Linked DNA regions of Mus musculus: region 2 is linked to region 1. A link is a contact called in public Micro-C data. All regions are on one chromosome and are shown on one strand. The core of a region is the stretch at or near the end of the contact, and the rest is flanking DNA. Distances in the headings are between cores, read along the strand shown.

What was found. A called contact is a pair of places that touch in the nucleus more often than the background predicts.
Region 2: a contact with region 1 is called in a Micro-C map of the HL-1 cell line, with 2.6 times the contacts expected there. The contact joins the enhancer-like site here to the promoter of Fa2h in region 1. A contact is called at or near these places in 6 of 39 promoter capture datasets (the 3T3-L1 cell line, 3T3-L1-derived adipocytes, frontonasal cranial neural crest and 3 more), 2 of 15 datasets of contacts at CTCF or cohesin (CD8 T cells and the NIH/3T3 cell line), 15 of 484 Hi-C or Micro-C datasets (CD8 T cells, the HL-1 cell line, the HPC-5 cell line and 11 more), 5 of 115 datasets of contacts at active chromatin or transcription factors (effector CD8 T cells, embryonic fibroblasts, embryonic stem cells and 1 more) and 2 of 9 other capture datasets (adipose tissue and pancreatic islet).

What each region holds. Positions count from the first base shown.
Region 1 is chr8:111,390,649-111,395,809 of GRCm38.p6, forward strand. Fa2h (fatty acid 2-hydroxylase) reads right to left here and starts at 3,173. Exons shown (of 7, transcript NM_178086.3): 1 at 2,835-3,173. The coding sequence starts at 3,104.
Region 2 is chr8:111,433,044-111,437,946 of GRCm38.p6, forward strand. No RefSeq gene overlaps it. Among named protein-coding and RNA genes, the nearest start is that of Gm24793, 17 kb to the left of the region's middle. Within about 2 kb of position 2,613, at least 50 of the 459 cell types and tissues checked have an H3K27ac peak or open chromatin away from gene starts, as enhancers often do. A contact at or near this core is called in CD8 T cells, the HL-1 cell line, Th2 cells and 3 more, where this site is marked.

The DNA.
Region 1 (5,161 bases), core at 1,923-4,422:
CTAAATCCCTTCATTGCCCATTTCTCTCTTTAAGTTATTTACTTTATTATGTGCCTGTGCAGAGTCCACAGGGGTGGGTCAGAGGCAGGGGTCAGTTCTCTCCTTCCACTGTATGGACTCCAGGGATCCAACTCAGGTAGGTCATTATGTTTGGTGGCAAGCGCCCTTACCCACCCAGCCACTCACCAGCTCTGCTTCTTTTTTGAAGTGGTGTTCACAACAGGGCTTCATGTCCACAGGTGGGAGAGCACTTCTCTCCATGCCTAGGCTAAGGGGCTTGATCCCACTGGCCTCTGGCAGCCAGGGATGGTGAGATAGCTTCCCCGATCAGCTACAGATCTTTCATCTCCCCTACCCCACAGTATGTTAGCTCAAACAAGTCTGACTTGTTCTCTGTATGTGCCTTTGTGTGAGTGTGAATGTGTGTGTGTGCAGTGCGTACATAGGGGTGTGGCAAAGTAGGGAACAGGGGAAAAAGTGGGGTGAGCCTTCTTTATGGAAGAAGACACAGAGTGCCCCTACTGAACTAGGGTGACTTTGGCTGCTGGCCAGATTAGGTCTGTGGGCCTGGAGTTATACTCTTAGATTTTAGTTTTCTCTATACCCCCAGTTTGGGGCCCAGAAATCTGTTTGCAACGTGACCACACTGGGACTTGGGGATATAACAGGTAAAGAGCAGGTGTAGGGAGCCCAGGGTGAACTGGTTTTGCCTCTGAGTTCTCTCTGACCCTAGGGGTCAGGCAGGGCAAGGTGAAACCAAACCAAATCCTGACGCTGGGTGGTTGGCAAAGCAGGAAGGTGGGGCCATCCAGTGCAGGGGAGGGAGTGACATTCAGAATGGTACTGAGTAGAGAGGCCACACCCTCAGGCTCCCGACTGCAGAACACAGTTACAATACAGGGCAGGTCCATGTACCCTCACAGGCCTGGCCATCTCCAGTGTTCTGATCCTAACTGCTCACTGATCTCTGTAGCAATTTTTCTCACAGCAAAGCTTCTGTTCTGTCAGCAAGACCTGACACCAAACACCAGCTCCCTATACTGTTCTGGGTTCCCCGCTGTCGAATGCCAAGTCTGGACAGTTTATGAAATCTGTCAAATCTTCTATTATGAAATCTCCTTTCCCTTCTGGTCATGGTGGTTAAACTATGCCTTTTCTCTGGAACTCCTTACATCCACTGGAGTTCCCTCCGCTCCTTGTCACTGGAGCAAGGCTACTCTTCCGAAGATGCAAATCTTTCCGCACCACTCTTCAGCTTAAGTCCTTTAGCCTTGCAAGTCAAGCCCCCAAACCCCCAACCACAGCCTTTGAGGCCCTTTGATCAAGCCCCAATAACTTCTAGCTCCCACCTCTTTCTTCCCTTGACCTGCCAGCCCTTGGTCACCTTGGTTCCATTGCTGTCTCTTGACTGTGCCACAGTTTGTTTGTTTGTTTGTTTGTTTGTTTTTTAATACATGCTATTCCTCTGTCTGGAATGTTCTTCTTACCACTTTTGGCTAAGCTCTGTCTTCAATTAGCTCTTGGTGAAAATGTCACTTTCTTCAAGGTAGCTCTTACTGAACCTGCTCCAGACCCAGTATGCAAATATTATAAATATTAATAAATGTAATTAAACAATGACCGAGTCCATAGTAAGGTTCCTTATGAACTTGTTCACTCCATGAAAATGGTAACCATTTCTGTTCAATGGCTGTTGGTGCCCAGCACAGTGTCGTCAATCCGTTTAAGAACCAAGTAAGTGACTAAGAGATAAGAATTAGGCAAGATGGATAAGAGGTGTCTCTTGGAACAGTGGACAGCATGTCCTTTCATCTAAAGATCTAAAAGCACTTGAAAGATCGCGAGCAACAAGGACCAACCGTTGCTTTAACCTAATCACGATGGCCTTGCTGTCACCAGTCCTGCTATCAGGCTTGAGAATAAGGAGTTAGCTTGGCTCCACCTGAGTCTACCAAGAGCTCTGTCTCCCAACCCTCCAGATGGAGACGACTTTGATTCTTGAATAAGAAACACTTGATTTTTGTACTACCTAGTTGTTTGACCTCAGACATTTATAGAACTTCACTGAACCCTTGTTTCCACATCCTGAAATGAGAATAACACCCAGGATGGGTTGAAGGTAAAAATCCAAGATGAGTCTGTACCACACAGCAGTACCGAGAGTTTAGCATAGTCTGGGTTAGAAATATCGACTTCTCCTTAGCAAGCTGGTTCGTGTATTTTATTTCACTCTTTCAAACCCACAACACTGTTTAGGACGGAAATAAAACCGGGGGCTGGAGGATAGAATCAATAAAACGCTGTTCGGGCCCCTCACTCACTCACCCACAGGAGCCCCTGAAGGGGGCAGAGCAGAGTTTTGGATTTGTGTCTCCTTGAACCAAGAGAGTGGTGGGATGGAGAAACTGAGGCCAGGTGAGCCTAGGGACCCACTACTGAAACAAGAAAGGAAACCAGAAAGGCTGATAAAGGAAAAGGAAGAGAAGAGAGAAAGGGGGTGGGGTGGGAGGTAGTGGCTGGAGGCAGAAACAGGAGTCGAAGTTGTCAGGCGGTAGGGGGGCTGCAGAAGGGACATGTTGGAAGGAGGATGCAGCCGGGTCAGGGGGGTAGCGGGAACACCAAGCTCCTGGTGATAGGAACGGGAAATAGGGGGATGGGAGAGGGGGTGTCAGTGACCGGTTACCTGGAGAGAAACTGGGAAAACGGAGGGAAGTGAGGGTGGAGGCTGTCACCTTGCGTTCTCCTAGAGGGCAGGTGATCTGAGCTCTCTAAAGTGGCGGACTGGGGGAGGGGTGTGAGGCAGGGAGCGGGGAGTGCCCCGGGCCGCCTGGTACCTGCGGGTCCGCTCGCAGTTCGCCCACATAGTACTGCTCCAGCCAGCGGCGGGCGTTGTCGGAGTGTCTGTGAGGTGGCCCATCCAGGTCGGCACTGATGTCCTGGCCAGCCCGCGCCAGCAGCAGCTGCTCGCCCCCCGGATGATGCCGCACGAAGCTGGTGAGGTCGTAGAGGCTGGCCCCGCGGCGGACCCAGCAGGCACCGGCCGCCAGGCGCCGCTGGACCTCGGCGGGCGTGAAAGAGGCGGCGGGGGGCGGAGCGGGGGCCATGGCGGGAGAGCGGAGCTCGGATCTCGGAGCCCGGCAGTCTGCTCCGCGGCTGCCCAGCGCGCCTCTAACATCTCGGGAGCCGGGGCAGCCGCAACGGGCCGGCCGCCACCGCACCTGCTCATTTGCATGCCCTGCTCCCATTGGCCACTCGGTGGGACGCGGCTGCTGCCCGGAGCCGCCTCCCCATTGGCCCGCAGGGACCCGAGCCCCGAGAGCAAGACGCTGAGCGCGGCCCGCCAGGTAGCCCTGGGCAGGTAGAGGGCGTGCCCACCAGGTGTGCCCGGCTGCTGGTGGATGCCAGCGCATTGAAGGTGACTGTCAGGACCACCTCCTCGGCGGGCACGCAACTTCTACATCTTCAAGGAACCGCATCTTCAAGGGGGAAACTTACTGTATTCAATTCGGCAGTTTCAAGAGGTGCCAAGGACAAGAGTCACTAGGGCGGAGGTCTGGTCTAGTCCCAGGGGTTGGGGGGTATGAAATATATAAACTCAGCCACAATATATTTAATATTTGGAAATTAATTATATTTAATATTTAATCACATATAATTATATATAATTATTATATAGTATCTATTATATATTTAAATAATTAAATATTATATATTATATAATTAAATATTATATATAGTTATATTTAATGTTTAAAAACTTACGTCGTCCCACCGTGTGAATGCGCATCTAAATGCTGAATATTTATTTCTGAAACGTATATTGTACACATTTTATTACAATTTTAAATAAAAATGAAACAAAAAAATCCCAAAACATATTTCACTGGGTGCATTGGGTGAGTGAACAGACGACTTTAAAAAAGGATTTATTTTACTTTGTGTATGAGTGTGTGTATGCATATGCGCATGCCATCCCTCTGGCGGTCAGAAGAGAGTGTCAATCCTCTGGAACTGGAGATTTGTGGGAAGTTTGTGAGGAGTTGTGTATATGCTGGCAGCCCTGGTCCTCTGAAAGAGCAGCCAGTGCTCTTAACCACCGGGCCAGCCTTCCAGATGTTTTTATAAATTATATTGTATGGAAATAAAAGCCATTATTAGTAAGACAGCTTTGGGAAGCCGCATAGCTGGATTGTGTTTTTATTTAAGCATTTTCTATTGGGTTCATTGTGGACCTTTTGCATTAGTTCTGAGTTGTGGAAGACTAGTGAAGTGTTTATCCTGGGAATTTCTATTTACTTTATTGACTTATGAATTTACTGTATATCTGTCCACCTATCAGCAAATCTGTCACCTCACAATCTTGTAATAAAGACATGGCTGATTCAGTGCCCTCACCCCCAGCCTCCTCCTCTTTTCTCTTGTTAGGGAAGGGCAGTGGCTTTGGAGCCCTTCAGAGGTAGAGGTGAACTGCTGGCCTGCCTGGCAACTGATGGGTGTGTGCACACGTCATCTCTTTTGTGAGATCTTTTATTCTGACTGATCATTGTATTCTTGATTTCTGGATGAGCCACAATCCAGTGAATGGAGAATAAAACTTGTAATATTTCCAAGAAGGAAAAATTATTTATGGTGGGTCTAGAGAGAGAATTGCTAAGACCCTTCACTGCTCTTCCTGAGCACTAGGGTTCAGCTCCCAGCAGGCAGCTCACAATCACCTATAACTAACTCCAGCTCCAAAGAATTGTACCCTCCCTGGTCTGCACAGGAACACACATTCTCTCTCTCTCTCTCTCTCTCTCTCTCTCTCTCTCTCTCTCTCTCTCTTTCTCTCTCTGAGACAGGATCTCACTGTATCTATAGAACTCACTTTATAGACCAGACTAGCCTTAAATTCATATAGATTTGCCTGCCTCTTCCTCCTATGTACCAGGATCAAAGGTGTGCATCACCTCATCTAGGAACACACATAATTAAAAAAAAAACTTTAAAGCATTTGATTTGAGATTCAAAGTTATCTTGAATTTTTTCGTAGGCTCTTAAATTTTGGTGCCTCAATTTTGTCTTACATCATGACGCCTGGGACAGAATCCTGGAGGGAGGACAGGGAATCGTGCCTCCTTTCTACAAGGAAAAGTAGGGGCCTTAGAGGCAAAGCCTGTAG
Region 2 (4,903 bases), core at 1,363-3,862, 42 kb after region 1:
TTGTGTTTTGCAAATTGTATCTTGGGTATTCTATGTTTCTGGGCTAATATCCACTTATCAGTGAGTGCATATCTAATGACTTCTTTTGTGATTGGGTTACCTCACTAAGGATGATATCCTCCAGATACATCCATTTGTCCAAGAATTTCATAAATCCATTGTTTTTAATTGCTGAGTAGTACTCCATTGTGTAAATGTACCACATTTTCTGTATCCATTCTTCTGTTGAGGGACATCTGGGTTCTTTCCAGCTTCTGGCTATTATAAATAAGGCTGCTATGAACATAGTGGAGCAGGTGTTCTTATTACCAGTTGGAACTTCTTCTGGGTATATGCCCAAGAGAGGTATTGCTGGATCTTCTGATAGTACTATGTCCAATTTTCTGAGGAACCTCCAGACTGATTTCCAGAGTGGTTGTACAAGCTTGCAATCCCACCAGCAGTGGAGGAGTGTTCCTCTTTTTCCACATCCTCGCCAGCATCTGTTGTCACCTGAATTTTTGATCTTAGCCATTCTGACTGGTGTGAGGTGGGATTTCAGGGTTGTTTTGATTTGCATTTCCCTGATGACTAAGGATGTTGAACATTTTTTCAGGTGCTTCTCAGCCATTCAATATCCCTCAGTTGAGAATTCTTTGTTTAGCTCTGTGCCCCATTTTTAATGAGGTTATTTGAATTTCTGGAGTCCAGCTTCTTGAGCTCTTTGTATATATTGGATATTAGTTCCCTATCAGATTTAGGATTGGTAAAAATCCTTTCCCAATCTGTTGTTGGCCTTTTTGTCTTATTGACAGTGTCTTTTGCCTTACAGAAGCTTTGCAATTTTATGAGGTCCCATTTGTCAATTTTTGATCTTACCGCGCAAGCCATTGCTGTTCTGTTTAGGAATTTTTCCCCTGTGCCCATATCTTCGAGGCTTTTCCCTACTTTCTCCTCTATTAATTTCAGTGTCTCTGGTCTTATGTGGAGGTCTTTGATCCACTTAGACTTGAGCTTTGTACAAGGAGATAAGAATAGATCAATTCGCATTCTTCTACATGATAACCGCCAGTTGTGCCAGCACCATTTGTTGAAAATGCTGTCTTTTTTTCCACTGGATGGTTTTAGCTCCCTTGTCAAAGATTAAGTGATCATAGCTGTGTGGATTCATTTCTGGGTCTTCAATTTTATTCCATTGATCTACCTGTCTGTCACTGTATCAGTACCATGCTTAGCTTGCTTTCTTATAGAACCTAAGACTACCAGCCCAGGGATGGCACCACCCACAAGGGGCCCTCCCACCTTGATCACTAATTGAGAAAATGCCCGACAGCTGGATTTCATGGAGGCATTTCCTCAACTGAAGCTCCTTTCTCTGTGATAACTCCAGCTTGTGTCAAGTTGACACAAAACCAGCCAATACACATTTAATATTAGGGGAGTGACATGTACCATATTGAGCTTGCAGAGGTCCAAAGAGGTTTTCTCATCCTATCAGGGAACCCAGGGATCCAACTCAGGTTGTCAGGTTTTCATGGAACGTGCCTTTAACCACTGAGATACCCAGCTAGCTCTGAACTTCTTTTCTTTTCTTTTTGTTTTTAAAGATTTATTTATTTACTTTATGTATATGAGTACACTGTGGCTGTACAGATGGTTGTGAGCCTTCATGTGGTTGTTAGGAATTGAATTTTTAGGACCTCTGCTTGCTCTGGTTAACCCCACTTGCTCCAATCAACTCTACTCGCTCAGTCCCTGCTCTCTCCTTGCCCAAAGATTTATTTACTATTATACATAAGTACACTGTAGTTATCTTCAGATGCGCCAAAAGAGGACGTCGGATCTCCTTACATATGGTTGTGAGCCACCATGTGGTTGCTGGGATTTGAACTCAGGACTTTCAGAAGAGCAGTCAGTGCTCTTACCTGCTGAGCCATCTTGCTAGCCCTGGACTTCTTTTCAAGACCTCGGTTTTGACAGGTGACACAAAGAACACTTTTAGGTTTTTAAGGTCAGAGTTGGCCCAGGCCTGGCCAGGTGGTATCTATCTATGCTCAGAGGAACTGGGCCAGAACCTCCTGAGTTGGGCTATGGAACAGGGTTGTCACTGGTTTGCTGTTCTAGAGATTCAGTGACCCAAAGTCAACCTTGGTTAGATTTATCCTGAAATAAGTCATCCATCTTAGACTTTGGATTTGGAACGGCTCATAAGGACTTGTGTGTTGAAAGCTTGGTCCCTGGCACAGCAGGAGTCAAAGGTCAGGATTTTGTAAGGTGACTGAATCATCTAAATCATGGGGCTCTGGACTCATGGATGGATTAACTCATCAAAGGGATTATAATTTAATGACATCCTTGGGAAATGGTAGAAACTATGGGACTGAACACTCTGAAAGCATAAATCAAGCTAAACCATTTCTCTTTGAAACCATCTATCCAGTGATTTGTCCTAGAGACAGAAAACTAACACAAATTTTAAACCGAGTGCCCTTCTGAGTAGCCCCAGTCTCATGCCGTCCTGTTCCATCTTGCTTGGAACATGAATCATGCCTTGGTCCAGTGTACCCACTGTGAATACCCACTATCTGTTACTCACTCAGGAAGTGTCTCAGGTTTCAGACATCTGTCAAGGCGTAACCCTCATTGTATTTCCTGTCCCCAAAGCACAAGCGAAACGGTGCTGATCATTTGAACGTGCTGAAGAGAAGACATTAAAATGCTTTACGTGAAGGGGATAACTTCTCTTATTTGCATGTGTGTGCTTGTGCGCGGGTGGATATAAGCTCGTGGAGGCCAGAGGAGGATGCTGCCGCCCTCTCCAGACATTCTCCATTAATTCTTTTGAGATGGGGCTCTCTCCTTGAACCTGGGGCTGGAGTCTGAATTTCAATTGAGCTGGAAACCAGCAATCCCCTGTGATCCTCTTGTCTCCCGCCCCCTCAGAACTGGGGTTACAGGAACTTACAGGGATGTAGGATCTGAATTCCAATCCACACAACTGTGAACTAGGATTCCTAACAGCTAATCCATCTGTCCAACACTATATGTTCTTGACAACATGGAAAGAAAAGAATACATTTGTTTACATATATTGAAGGTGATAGACTCAATGTAAAAATGAATCCTTTATTTATGAAGTCATGAAGGTACAGAAATTCATGCCAGTCTCTTTAATTCTTTCAGAAACAAGGGCTTGCTGTGTAACCTTGTGTCGCGCCCGCTCTCGACCAGCAAGAATGACGCGACCACCAGTCCTTCTAACAGCAGTTTATTCAGTCCTGATTCTTCTTGTTTATATCTCCCCCGAACCCTGGGCCTCTCACTCCTTTTATACTCTCTCTCATCCACATACTGCAGGCCACGCCCCCTTGCCAGTCACAAGGCTTCAGCTAATCAGGGCAGCAGGGGCAAATCTCCACCAAATTGGATTCACCTGTATCCTGGTACACCTGCGCAGCACTCAAGATGTTTGTGTCTTATATGAGGAAGTCAGGTGCAAGTCATATGACTTAGCTGCAGTCCCTGGCGCCTTTGGGACTGCCGCCACACCAGCTCCCCACAACCTTGGGTGACTTTGAACTCACATTGGCCCTCTTGCCTCAGCCTCTCAAGTGCTAACATCACAGACAAGCAGCGCCACGCCTGACCTTGTGCCAGCTTTCTTCAGCACCTCAGGATTTACCCAGCTAGCCCAAAGTGGCACTCCCTTGCCAACCATGCTTGGCCTGCATTCAGAATTAGCACCTACATTTGCTCTTTTCTCTTGGTGACTCCTTGGTACGGTCCTGACCTCTGGTCCCCTGTAACTCCCTAAAACAACAAAGACACAAGGTCATTGTGGGTGGCATACTTTTTAAAACATTGACAGGAAAGGGTAAAAATAGGGGAAGGTAGCAGGGAACACTTCAGATTTAATGGAGATGACTGCCTTTCTCCGTCTCCTTCAAATCCATGGCCCTTTCCACACTGACTGATATTGCTTGCATGTATGGATATGCATATACATATTTATTCTTAAATAGAGCCTGCTCCATCCATATTATATTTACATTTCTTTTTATTACTTCTTTCTATAGATTCCCCATGAACAAGAAAGTTCTTCTCATCTTATTAGTCGGGGGGAATGGAGCTTTCGTTTGTTTTGTGTTTTCTGCCTTCTGAGGACATAGCAGCTCCTGAGCATGACACAGGCTGGCTCTCTCCTTCCCTAGACACACATCGTGAGCAAGGCTCCTATTGTGTATTACTTTCCCTGCTGCCAACTGAGAGCAGGATCCTCATAACTTGGCTCTACTACTAGTGGTTTTCACTGTAGAAATATAGAATTAACCAAGTCACTGCTAGTCATTGAAAGCCAAGATTTTCCTCATGTGTCTAAATCTACTTTGAACTGGATATACAGCCGAGGATGACCTTAACTGATCCTCCTGCCTCTGCTTCCGGAGTGCTGGGATTATAGACATGTACCACCGCACCTGGGTTCAGCTACCGCAGCTTTTGTTGTTTTGAAACAAATCTCCTCTGTGTAGCCCTGGCTGTCTTGGAACTCTCGATGTCAACCAGGCTGATCACAGAGATCTGCCTGCTCTGCCTCCCTAGTGTGCCACCACACCCGACTTTCCTGAACCAGCCTTACAAGAGTGCTTTCTGGTGAGTCTGTGCAGAAATGGCCCCTCAGTCTTGCTGTTAAATCATGCTGTGTCATGATGTGACAGAGCGAGAGAAATCAGTCCAAAGGACAGCAAAAACTGCTCCAATCTCAGTTTTGAGAGAATTGCATTACATTAGTTTTTTGTTGTTGTTGTTGTTTTGTTTGTTTTTTTCTGCGTAGGGACCGAGGGGCATGTGTGGAGGTCAGAGGGTAACTTGGACGGGTTGGTTCTCTTCTTCCACTGTGTGGGTCCTGAAGTTTGTCTTGAATCCA